2 separate regions of the Xenopus tropicalis genome follow, and region 2 is linked to region 1. Evidence: chromatin contacts called from public Hi-C data. All regions are on one chromosome and are shown on one strand. The core of a region is the stretch at or near the end of the contact, and the rest is flanking DNA. Distances in the headings are between cores, read along the strand shown.

Evidence for each region. A called contact is a pair of places that touch in the nucleus more often than the background predicts.
Region 2: a contact with region 1 is called in a Hi-C map of liver, with 4 times the contacts expected there. The contact joins the promoter of tmsb4x here to the enhancer-like site in region 1. A contact is called at or near these places in 4 of 5 Hi-C or Micro-C datasets (gastrula embryo, liver, neurula embryo and 1 more).

Annotation. Positions count from the first base shown.
Region 1 is chr2:105,959,788-105,966,034 of UCB_Xtro_10.0, reverse strand. No RefSeq gene overlaps it. Among named protein-coding and RNA genes, the nearest start is that of tmsb4x, 48 kb to the left of the region's middle. Within about 2 kb of position 2,249, at least 2 of the 11 cell types and tissues checked have an H3K27ac peak or open chromatin away from gene starts, as enhancers often do. A contact at or near this core is called in liver, where this site is marked.
Region 2 is chr2:106,008,238-106,014,484 of UCB_Xtro_10.0, reverse strand. tmsb4x (thymosin beta 4 X-linked) reads left to right here and starts at 3,454. Exons shown (of 3, transcript NM_001044418.1): 1 at 3,454-3,489; 2 at 4,529-4,641; 3 at 4,870-5,339. The coding sequence starts at 4,542. The coding sequence ends at 4,898.

The DNA.
Region 1 (6,247 bases), core at 1,000-3,499:
AATGGCATGAAGCATGGTACATTTTACTAAAAGGAAGTAAATATTATGATACTTCCCCTTCAATACAGTTTCACTAACACAACAGTAAAAGCCCGAGTATTACATTAGTGTTACAACCAGGCTGTCTTTTGAGATTTTGTAGGGCAGAGGCCACATTCAGAAGTGAAACTATCTCAGAATTTTATGCTGGATATTGTAATCATCGTTTTGCGCATTTACAAAGGACTGTGTTTTGCATTTTACTGTCTGCTTTATCTGCTCATGTGACCAACAATACATGTTTTTTCAACATGAAATAAACATCCTGTTGGAAACTGCTGTAATGCAGGTACTTTGACCTGACTACTCACCAGTCCGTGACTGATAAATACTTTATACTGTATGTAGAAAAAGGAACTTTCTCTGTTAAATCTCAGCTGTCTCTTAAAGCCAGACAAAACAGATATAGGCCAAGTCAATTGTTAGAACCTTTGGTCTCAGCTGTTTTATGCCAGTGCTGGGAGTATTGCAGCTGCAGCAACGTGTCTTGCCTAATAACTGACTCCAGTGATACAATCTATTGCTGAAAGGCTTAGTTCTCTGAAGGGGTTATATGATTTGATCCTTATCAAAGATTGCAGCCTGAAGGCCATAAAGCTTTGCCTGTTGACCTCCAAACTTGTTTACTTGTTGTGTCCATCTTCTCCCACATGCCTGCCAGCTTGCTGCTTGTTTTCCAGATTGCTAAAGATTGCTAAAGATTGCAAATTTATCATGCTTTTCCAAAATCTATGCTATGTTGCCAATTTCAAGCACAGCGTTAAAACTTTACTATAACTGACAGTTCACACTGGGTATTTAGGGAGATTTAGGCAGTTTTATTTGCATGGTACAGTGTGGGCATTTTGAAAGCCTTAGTTCTTTGATTGAAGGATATTTTGACAAATTCTATGTAAATTTGTAATTTTGGTGATGGTGTTCCTTTTCATATAGTCACATGCAAAAGTCTTATAATTTATACTTCTTGGAATTTTGTAGCATATCCGTATTATCTTTGTTAGGAGTGGTTTGTTAGCAAGGATCATGAAAACCACACCACACCATTTCAAACATCCTCAGGAAGCCAAAAAAGTGTAATTTTGCCATTTCTACAGAAAAAAACTAGAGCTTTTTGCCACAAAATGCAAGGGTCTACCATATGAGTGGCTAAAATAATGCCAGGTATTGGTACAATGTAATAATAATAACACTGGCAAATGCAGAGCAAAATAAATGTATAAATGTTACGGTTTCAAGGACAATTAAGCTGGTAATTCAAGAAATATTTGAATTATGCAATAAAAATTAGGTACCCCAAATATCCCTCCCACTTAGATTTGGGGTTGTAAATTTATAGTACTCTTCTTTCATGTCCTAGATAATGTACTTGCATACTCCACCAGTATAAGGGGTATTTTAGGTGCAGTATTACTTCACTCTGCATCAACTTTTCATGCCTGCTCTGCACCACAGCCATACAGGAGAATGATGGCCAAATGAGTGAAGCACACAACTAGCTAAGCTTGCTGGCCTTAGGAAGCAGCATAACAACTATATACCATAGGAATTGGTATAACCTTTGCAAACTTTGTTTCTAATGGCCCTTAGATGACCGTCTCAGCAAAGATGGTGGCATTAGGCACCCTTGAACAGCAACTAGAACAAAATTATTGTTTTTACTGATCCTTTTACAATGTCACTGCAGTAGTAGTAAGGTGATGTAACCAAACACGAACAATATAGAAAATAATCATCTAACTTCAAGCACCCTTGCACAGACATTTACAAACCAGGATTTTAAAGTCAGTTTTATTTTTTTTCTTTACATACAGTAATTGTTTCTGCATGAATTGCTCTTAGCACATAACTCAACTAAAACCACATTTGTAATTCTTCCTCTTACAAAAGGGAAGTACAGCCAGTTGAAATTTTGTGCAAAGCTATTGCAGTTCTGTGGTAAGTATAGCAGCTCTGTAGCATGCTAAATACCACATAGCTAATACCTTAGTATAATGTGCAAATGTATTTTAAGAATGTATTCTTGTGTACAGTGAATAGGAAAGAGTAAAAAAAACAGGATTAGCATATTATGTCTCAAAAAAACAGGCATTTTTTTGCATAAAATTATGACAAGTGAGAATCAGCCATCTCAACAAGGGAAGTATGGGAGAGTGTTACTAACCCTACAGACAGTCAGACAGTTTGAGAGTAGTTTTTCATAAGGCATATTGAATAACAATGATGTGCTTGCCCTCTAGCTGTGGAGGAGTGAATATGCCCTAAATTTCTGCAAGCATTTGGCTCATGGGGCTAAAAGAAATGTGAAACACATTGATACTATAATATTAGAAGTGCTTTATTTCATTTGCTTCTTGAGGTTCCAGTATTATGCATACAAGCATCTGAAAATATTTTTTGGGTAACATGTACAAGGTCTAGTAATACATAGTAATCGATAAGATCATTGCTTTAAAACAGTTAAGCAGTAAACATTAGCTGCTGGCTACAGGATATTAGACCTTATATAAACTTTAAGGGGCCATTTTATCATGATTAGTGATGAGCGAACTTTTTCACCAGGTATGGATTTGCAGCAAATTTCCGCATTTCGCCATTGGTGAATTGTTTTGTGAAACTTCTGCTAAAATTAGTTGCAAAAAAATTTGTTGCACGTCTAAAAAATTTGCGGGCGCGCCAAAATAGGTGTGGCCTCGTGAAAAAAAATTGTACGCGATAAAAAAGTCGCACAACAAACATGTCTCGCAATTTTTTTCTGCCATTTCGCATATTTTTTGTCGTTTCTCAAAATTTTCTGAGGAGCAAAACAGGACAGATTCGCTCATCAATAAATGCTGATTGTTAACCATTGCTGACACCCACAGTGATTATTAAATCTAAAACAGACTTGGGATGTACGCTTCTCCTCTCCTCCCGAAAATTGGAACCAGTGGCACATGCAGAAGGGTTAAAGGTTAAGGTTTTGCATGCATGGGTTGGGTGTGGGTTGAGTTGCTTCTGTTTCCATGAGAGATTTAATAATGTACATGAAGAGGGCTATGTTGCTAGTAATGTACCAAGGCCCAGATGATGATTATAGTATGGTCATAATTATTACCTCAATTAATTTGCAATGCCAGGTAAGGAAAACAGGAGTTATCTTTTATTATTATTGTTGTTATTTTTAAATACCTGTTATTTAAACTTTATCATTAGGTATTATACTAATTATTTAAAGGGGATATATAGCATAAATTTTTACAATGCACTAAACCATGTAAAAAACTGTAAAATAGAAGGAAGTGCTTTTATTTTAATACCTTTGGGTTCAAATATGTCCATTACTGCTTGAAAACTGTGCTCTACCCAGACCTTACGCCAGCTTCCGGTTTAGACTCTTCAGTATATGGGCTCAGAGCTGCCGGCCCTCAAAGACTTCTATGACACCTTCACCTACTTAAAGTGAAGTGAATATTCATAGAGTGGGCTGGGCTTAGCGAGCTCACAGACCATTCCTGCTCTACTCGCTCCTCTCCTCCCCCTCCCCTTACCTCCGCTGGCAGCAGCACAAGCAGAGAGACACAGAAGGAGGGAGGGGTTTTCCCTGCTGCTGCTGAGTAAAGCCTGTCAGTCAGTGCTGTGACCAGTTGCTGTGGGAGACTGAAGGACACTCCCATGTCTCATTTCACTCTAGCTTCAGACTTGAGTGGTTGTCTCTGCAGCTCTCATATAATGGCAGTTTTAGGAGGTAAAATGCTTTCAGACATTTTATATAAAGTTCATATTCAGTTATAATATTCATCCTCCCTCAAAATGTGAAATGATGCAGAAAGAAAGATGTTTAGCTTTAATATTACAGTATTAACAAACCTGTTGCCATTATCCTGTATATTTATTCCATAGAATTTTATTGTATAATAACCGGTTATTACTAAAGGTGGCCATACATGCTAAGATCCACTCGCTTGACGTGTATAGGCGTCTCTGGGTTCGGGGACCACATCAACGAGCCGATGCAGTCCCCGATCTGACGTCGGTTGGGCAGGCCTGTCATTAGTGCCCATACATGGGCTGATAAAATGCCGAATCGGTCTAAGGGACTGATATCGTCAGCTAGAATCGGCCTCTGTATGGCCACCTTAAGCCAGAGGATTAGTTGTGGCCAGGTATTTGTCTTTGCCAAGACAAGATTTTAATCATGTATAAAAGTAAAAGCACCCAATGTCCTAGGGATCAGCAAAGCACAGTGGCAGGAGTCAGAAGCTGATTGCTTTTCCTGATATAAACAGTCAGCAGCCTGACATTCCAGAGGTAGTTGTGACTGGAAATTTAGATGATTGTTCAAACAATAATAGAAATACTGTACATATATTTCTACCATCTTTTAGAACAATTGTTTGGAGCACTGCACTAAATCTAAACAGTCATAATAAACATCAGATTAACCAGGTGTATTATTCCTTGACATTTTTTTAGAAGGTTATTGTGGTATACAGTTATATCTATATAAAATGTTTGAAAAGAAAATTTTCTGAAATATACAGGAATGCAAATATACAGGAATGCGATCCATTATCTCCCATGGATTCCATTTTAATGATTTTTAAAATTAATTTCCCTTTTCCCTGTAATAAAACAGTACCTTATACATGATCCCAACTAAGATAATGTATAATAAATCTTTACCGGAGGCAAAGTATTGCTATTGGGTTTATTCATTTTTTTAAAGTATCTTTTAGTAGACTTGGTATGGTGATCCATATTATAGAAGCACCCCTTTCCCCAAAACCCCCACGTGTTCTGGATAACACATCTCATACCTGTTCTACAAAAGCCTGGCCAAATGGACAAGGCTAAGCTATTTCACTAGTGAAATTTATAATACATATTATAGTGATGTCTGCACTTTTTACTTCTATAAATGTCTGGCACCAATGAGCAAAAAATATTTGTTTAAATGTTTATTAGAGCACAGTTCATTTGCATTGTTTATATTTTTAGAAGCTCACAACCTTACATATTTGGTCTAGATCTTTCCACATTGTTGTCACCTATGTTTCTTGAAAATGATGATATTAATTTTCTTACAGAGGAATATAAACTTTCCAACAAGCACACATAAAGTACTCAGTATAAGACCGAGGGCCTATTTATAAACACAGTGCAATGTTTAAAGTGTTGTGGTGTTTTTAACCACAATGCAGTGTTTTTTTGGATATGGATAGAAATTAGCATTCTATTTGACAGTTAATTTGCAAGTTGCAGTTGACATTCTTGTTGCGCTGTCAACAGTGTTAGAGATCAATTCACTTGCAAGCTGCTAAGGCAATCCTGGAAATACTGCCATGTTCAGACTGCCAATAATGTCTGGGTTCCTTTTCATCCATGCAGGTACTTGCATGCAATTCATTAGAGCAGGTTGAGTGGGCACATTGGCAATTGCCTCAAGACTCAAGGGAGAATGGATAGATGCAAGTTTTGTGAATAATGTCAAAGCAAGTTCAGTTTGCGTCCATGTTAGTACTTGCTCTTGAATTTCTAAAGACCTACTTCTAACAATAAATGTCCTTATATATAATACATTGAGGCAAGATTAAACAAGAAATATTTTCTTGGTACAAAGCTTGTAGAGTTTGTTTAGCTCAAAACATGTTGTGGGAATAAAGGCAGTAGCAGTAAACCAGTATATTTGATAGCATTCCCTAACAATATTCATTTGATTTGCTGGGATTTGCTGAATATATATTTACCTGGTTCAAAAATAAAGGCTGTAGACTAGCTAACAAGCTTTCATAAAATATAGTCTTCTCTGTGCTTTCAAGCCTTTCAAAAAGTCTACTGTCCTTTATTTCATGCATCAGTGTTTTTATTATGTAAAGGTTGTGTTTCTCAAGGTAATCTATATACAGTACACTAGAATACTAACAGAGAAGAAGGTCTAGGTCAGGGGTGTCAAACTCAATCACATAAGGGGGCTGAAATCTAAAACACAGGCTAAGTCGCGGGCCAAATTTTTTATTCATATACTAGTAAGATACCAAGGGGTATATTTATCACAATGTGTAAAAAGTGAAGTAAGACATTACCGGTGATGTTGCTCATAGCAGCCAATAGATGCTTTGCTACTGTTGAAATCTGATTACTGATTGGATGCCTTGGGCAACATTACTGGTAATGCTTCACTCCACTTTTTACACAGCATGATAAATATACCCCTTAGTCTTAGTTACTA
Region 2 (6,247 bases), core at 2,205-4,704, 47 kb before region 1:
TTGACTCTTATGCTGTCATATTTTATTAAAAGCCCCCAACAAAACAGATGAGACTGCTCTTTGTCCAGTTCACTTTTTTTCTTGTGTTCTATATGGCTACCTATATGGTGCCGTGCCACTCCATGCGCTGGATTATCTCAGTGTAACTTCAGGCCATTTATTTTCTATGCTGTTTACTGTGGATTGAATATCATTATTTAATTGAACTGGTTTGGTCGCAACAAGGTCGTTACTCCTTGCATGATGTTGAGCTTGGCCCATTGGAGCCCTCGCTTACCAGCCAGCATAGTGTCATCTGTTCTTGATGTATTCTCAACTGCTCACCAAGTGTTCCCTGCCACTCTAACTCTTGCCCAGTGAATATAGGAATGACCCACTGTTCCTGTATAAATGCCATTTTCTTGCCTTGCTGTAAAAAATAAATCAGATACTCCATAATTGTCTGCTTTTGTGGCTGCCTCTATCTAAAATTAATGTTGGAAAGCCCGGTCTGTAAAACTGCCTTTATTAAAATTGACCTAAACTATAAAATAGTGGTGATTCATCCTGATGCACTAATTAAGGGCTCTGTGCCTTTTACCTTGTTGGTAAGTATTCTTGTATTGCTTGTAAGGAACATGTTAAGTCTCCTGTAGCTTTTAAACTAATCCAATACCCTTTACTCAGCTGGTCAGTTTTGAAAAGCAGCTTTGAAAACTACAAACCTGTTGTAAGGCTATAACTAATTCTGCCACCCTCTCTCTAATTATGGTTCCCTAACACCCCTGGATGCACCCAGCTGCCTGGCTTATCCCTTCATTACACTAGCCACTCTGAGATCTCTAGTGGGATCAGTTTTACTCTACATTTTAAGTCTCCCATTGCTTTCTTGGTTTTATGGCCCAATTGACCATAAAGTGAGGTAATTACACAGGCATGAGAATACCCTGATGTAGCAACCATAACCTGGTTAGCCTCCTCTACCACAATGAGAGAGATCTAGCCTCTCTATGCGAGGAGTCTTGACTTTTTGTATGTTGTTACCATTGCCTAAATTCCTCTCTCTCAGCAGTAGCAAACTCACAATCTGAAACCACTTCAACAGACAGAACTATTTCAGTTAACCTTCATTTGACTATGCTGTTCCAATTGATTAGGATCTTTCTTAGCAATCACTTAAGATTTTTGCTGCTTGCCCTGGTCGTCTGGTGGCTTTACTTCTCTGGATGATCCAGGCATTGCTTGGAGCTGTTTCTGATGTTCTCTTGATGCTGCAGTCTATTGATCTGATTGGTTGTTGGCACTGTATTATAGAGGTTGTACCTGCAATCAGAGTTAGGGAAGGAGAAAAGGGTACCCCCAAGAACCCAAACACCCAACTTCCTTGACTCTCTTGATAACGGACTCATCCCCAGTGAGATCCCTGCTGTGGCCATTGTGATCCCAAAGGTCCCCAAGCAGCCCAGAGGGGTGGCCAATAAACATAGAGCCTGACTATTCATGTTGAAATTACACCCACCTTGGGGGTTAACTCGCTTTAAAAGAAGTGCTGGCGGTGACTGGGTTAATAGTAATGGTTGGGGTTTCCTAAAGAGCAGTGGAAGCAGGATTGGCAGTGATAGGCTTATATTATGCATAAGGCAAGATTCAGTCGTGCTAAATAAACATGTGCTAACATTTGTGGGCCCCTTATTGACTTTATTAAAAGTGATGTGGAGATGGGCACCTGTGACAAAGAGAGAAGTGGGAGTGTGCCAGATGCAGGCGGAAGTAGTGCTGAGGTGGGAGGTGGGCTGCACTGAACAGAATAGGGCAGACTATTGTGATGTAGGGTAGGGGGAGGAGAAGGTTTGGTGTCATTTTGGTACTGGGCAGGAGTGTACGTATTGTTGACATGCATGTGTGCCAAACTGCAAAAAAATATGGCTCAGATGAAAATAACGGTGGCCGACTGGAATGATTGGATACGGGGGGGGGGTTAAGGTGCAGGATGGGCAAAAGGGGTAGGAGGAAGGTTCACTAACAGGGTGGATGGTATAGGGGAGGCTCAGGAAGTGTCAGGATGATGATGAGTTGTTGGAGGATAGGGGAAGTGCACTATGTTTTGTGGAAAATGTACCCTTAAGCTTTATGGAAGTAGTCTGGGATTCAAGAGCTTCTTTAAAGCGATGGCGCATCACAATTTTCAGTCTCAGCCACTTTCTTTCTTGCTCTTAGGAAAAAAATTGTTCTTGCGCTTCTGTTCATGCTGGGGCTCTTCCTGCTGCTGCTGCTTTTGATGCTCTTGCGCCTTTCTTCGGGTGAATCCTAAGCTCTGGCAGAATGCAAATATCTGCAAAAAAAAACACACCCTCATCCCAGATTTTCCCACCTCTCTAGCAGCCCATTGTTTTCAGCAAACAACCCCCAGGACTAGTATCACTGTTTCAGTGCATTCCCAGCAGCCTATTGTTTCATCCGCCAGCTTACCCACACAGCCCTTTTGGCCGGGTCTTCTTTTGTAGTCACTGCACTCAGCCTCTTATTTCAGGAAATCACATTTCCTGCCTCAGTAAACTGCTCCTTCACCACATTCTGCCTTAACCCCTCTCTAGTGCAGTACATGAACGTCAAACATGTTGCTCATTAACCCCTTAGTTGCTGGTGAATTCACAGAACTGTTTGGTATGCAAGCATTTAGTGACTGCCCACAACCTTCAGGATAATAGTCATCTACCCTGGTGTATATGTTTGTGTGTGATAAAATGATTTTAAAAGCAGAAAAGGATTTCTGGTGAATGTGTATTTGTATATATGTGTGTAGGGCACATAAAACAAATATGTGCAGGCAAAATTTAAAGAGGGAAGTGCATTTCTGTACAAACCATAACAAGCTCCGCAATGTATCATGCCCTTGTGTTGTAAAAAACTGTATGCCTACATTTAATATAAAATTAAATGCGAGCATGTGTGTCTGTATCACGTCATTAAACCTACACAAAGCTTATAGCTCATGACAGCTGAGCAGAGACGTTGCATGAAAATATGCAAGCTTGCTGGGCCTTTGTACAGCACCACTCCCTGTAGTCCCCACCTTTCACCCTTTAAAAAACAAGAAGACTGGCGATTAATAATATTAATAGGTAATAAATTAAAGCAGACACTAATGACATCAGATCATTAGGTTTGTGTGTTGTGCTCTCTGTGTCGTCACATTTTATCTCAGTGAAAAGGTTTCATGCTGCTAGTTAATGCAAACCCTTAAAACCGATTATTTAATGCATGAGTGCAAAATGAATACATATATATCTATAACATAAAACCGTATGTGAATAGTAATAGTTTTTACCCACAGATATTCTAATTACTACAAGACGAAGGAACTGGGAGGCAGGGGGAGGGAAGGAGTTAAGTGACGTCAGTGCTATCTGCATACTGGAGCTGATATAAGGGCTGCAGCACTCCTTCTCCCCCTCACACTCTTGACTGCCTCTGTTAGGAACTGTGACGCTTGTGAGGGCTGCCTCTCTGGTAAGTGGGCATTTCATTCTCCTGATTCTTGCTCTTTTTAATGTACCTATGGATTGTGCCCTGCTCTGAAAACATTATTTAGTCAGTAGCCTTGCCGTTCTGTGCAATCCCTCTGAGGTTTAATTGCCTTGCAGAGGGATTTGCTCCTATTGTCCTTGTGGTAGGAGGATAAGCCTCTGTATTTGCATGTGCAATTGCCCGTTGTTTGAGGGGTGTGATCTGCACTTTGGAAATCATTCAATCTGTATTGATTGCTGCGTATGTAAAAAAAAAAAGGTTATATTTAAGCCTTAATAGTTGCAGAACTACAAATCCCAGCTTCCCATTATATCTTGTGGTTGAGATTTGTAGTTCTGCAGCAACCAGTGCATTATACATTTTGTATCCATAACCATAAAGAGGCAGAGAATTAGAGGTTAAGATCATGGAACATCTGTTTTAACTGTCCTGGTAGTGATCAATCAGAATTATGTCTTTATTCTGTTCTATGTTCTAAATTAATGGGAAAGCTCAGCTAATATTGTTCATATGAATATTCCATTGTCTTGCTGATGGCGACTTTTCTCTAGTGCATGCTCTATGGAGTTGGATGGGGGGAGAAAGGGGAAGTGTGGGTTGAGGCAGAATAGGGCGGTGGTTAAGGTTCCTTGGGCTGTTACTGCAGCTCTTTGTAAGAAGAGAAGAATGCAATGACTTCATCTGCCAGCCAAAGAGAAAGGCGCCCCCAGCTCTCCTGGCCATTCACCCCCTGATTAGCATGGTGTGCCTGCCAACCTATTGATCTGATCTTTCTAAACCCTATTTTACATGCTTTTGTATGGCGTTATCTGAGCCATGTGTTTTTGTTCTTTTTAAATATCAAAATCAAACTGAATAATCAGTTTGCCCACACTTTATCCAAATCAACCCTAATCAGACCTAGTAGGTCCAAGAGGGTGTGGCAGTCACTGACTGAATAGTAAGTGACACTTTTTCTTTCCCTTCATAGCAAGGGTGGTGGCGCTATTTCATTTTTTTTTTTCTTCTTTCTTTTGTTCAGATCATACCACAAAATGTCTGACAAACCAGATATGGCTGAGATTGAGAAATTTGATAAGACCAAGCTGAAGAAGACAGAAACACAAGAAAAGAACCCACTCCCATCAAAAGAAAGTAAGTAATATTGAACCAGCATTTTTATCCACTATATGCTAACAGCTCCCAGCCTTTTAGAAGTCTGTCGTGCCTGATCTCTTAACAAGTAGACTTAATTAATGCATTTATTTTAAAGACATAGGGTAGTCACTAGTTTTCCTTGAAATAGCCTTTCCCCTTTAAAGACAATTTTTTTTTTTTAACATTATCATTTTAAGCTAATTTGTGTTTTCTTCTCTTCTGTAGCGATTGAGCAAGAGAAAGCAACTTCATAATGATCCCCCATCACCCAGATATGCACTGTACATTCCACAAGCATTGCCTTCTTATTTTACTTTTAGCTGTTTAACTTTGTAAGAAATAACTCAAAATACAAAGAATTTGGAGAACATGTTCTGTGCTGCCCTGTTACACCAAAAGAAAGGAATAAGAACTACTGAACACGGAATGAAGGCGCTGCCTTTCCATCTGCCTGTCTGGCTGGCTTTGGTTCTGGTGGCATTGAAAGATCTTTCTTGATTATTTAAGGAGAACCAGTGTGGAAATAACAGAACTAAAGTAACATGCTCTGATGTGGGTGGGATGAAAGCTGCACCAAGGTCCAGCGAGCTGTAAAATACGGTCAAATCGAGTGCCATTTTATTTGTTCAAAATTAATTGAATTATTGGAATGCACAAATTTTTTTTAATATGCAAATAAAAATGATAAAACATTAGTTTGACTTGTGGATGTTTTTCTGGATGGAAGTCTGACAGCACTAAAGCTATTGGTTTACTTTTTTTTATTTTTTTTTATTCTCCTTTCTCTCTCTACCCCCACTCCTTAGAAATATAGTAGCCATTTGTCATTCTGCTATAATACCAACATCAGGCTTATAGTGGTTCTGTTGCCTGAAATCCTTTCATTGTAGGATAATTGATTTTACAGCTGGGTGTGGTTTGTCACACTTGTGCATCCATTACCACTGCATTTTATAATGACTACACTCTTGGCATTAATAGTAAATGTAAATAAAGTGGCCCTTCATTATAAAATATATATACTCTTGATAAATTATATATCTAAAACATTTAAATCTGAAAACCTGCTGCCATGGTTACTAAGTAGTTGCATTACCCACCATATTTGCTGAAGCCAAGCAGTAGTGGAAGGGCATTGGAATATGTTTTATTATAATTAAATATGCACCAGTTTTCTTACTAAGGCAGATTTATCAAAATGTGAGTTTAGAGCTTAATACATAAATACTCGCCCATAACCTATGGGATATTTAGAGCTTTTCAAATGCCCAAACAAGTTTTAAACCCTACTCACAGAGGAGAGGTATAGCTGAAATGCAATTACTTCTATTACTGCAAATGCCCTGATTTTTGCTTCTCCGGCTACAGAGATCATCGTTCTCATACTGGTTTGTGTAGCACAAAAGAAACGTAGGTTTAGGGCCTCTTACTTTTGATGCTGTTCTGACATGAGGTATGGGTATTAAATGCTGCTAATTAGTTTAGCAGATTGTTCTCATTATTACATAATAGTGTTAGTGCTGCATAATTAGTGTTTATATATGGAAGGCAGTTGCCAAAGTAATAAACTTTTTTTTGATGGATTAGCAAGATGAAATAAAGC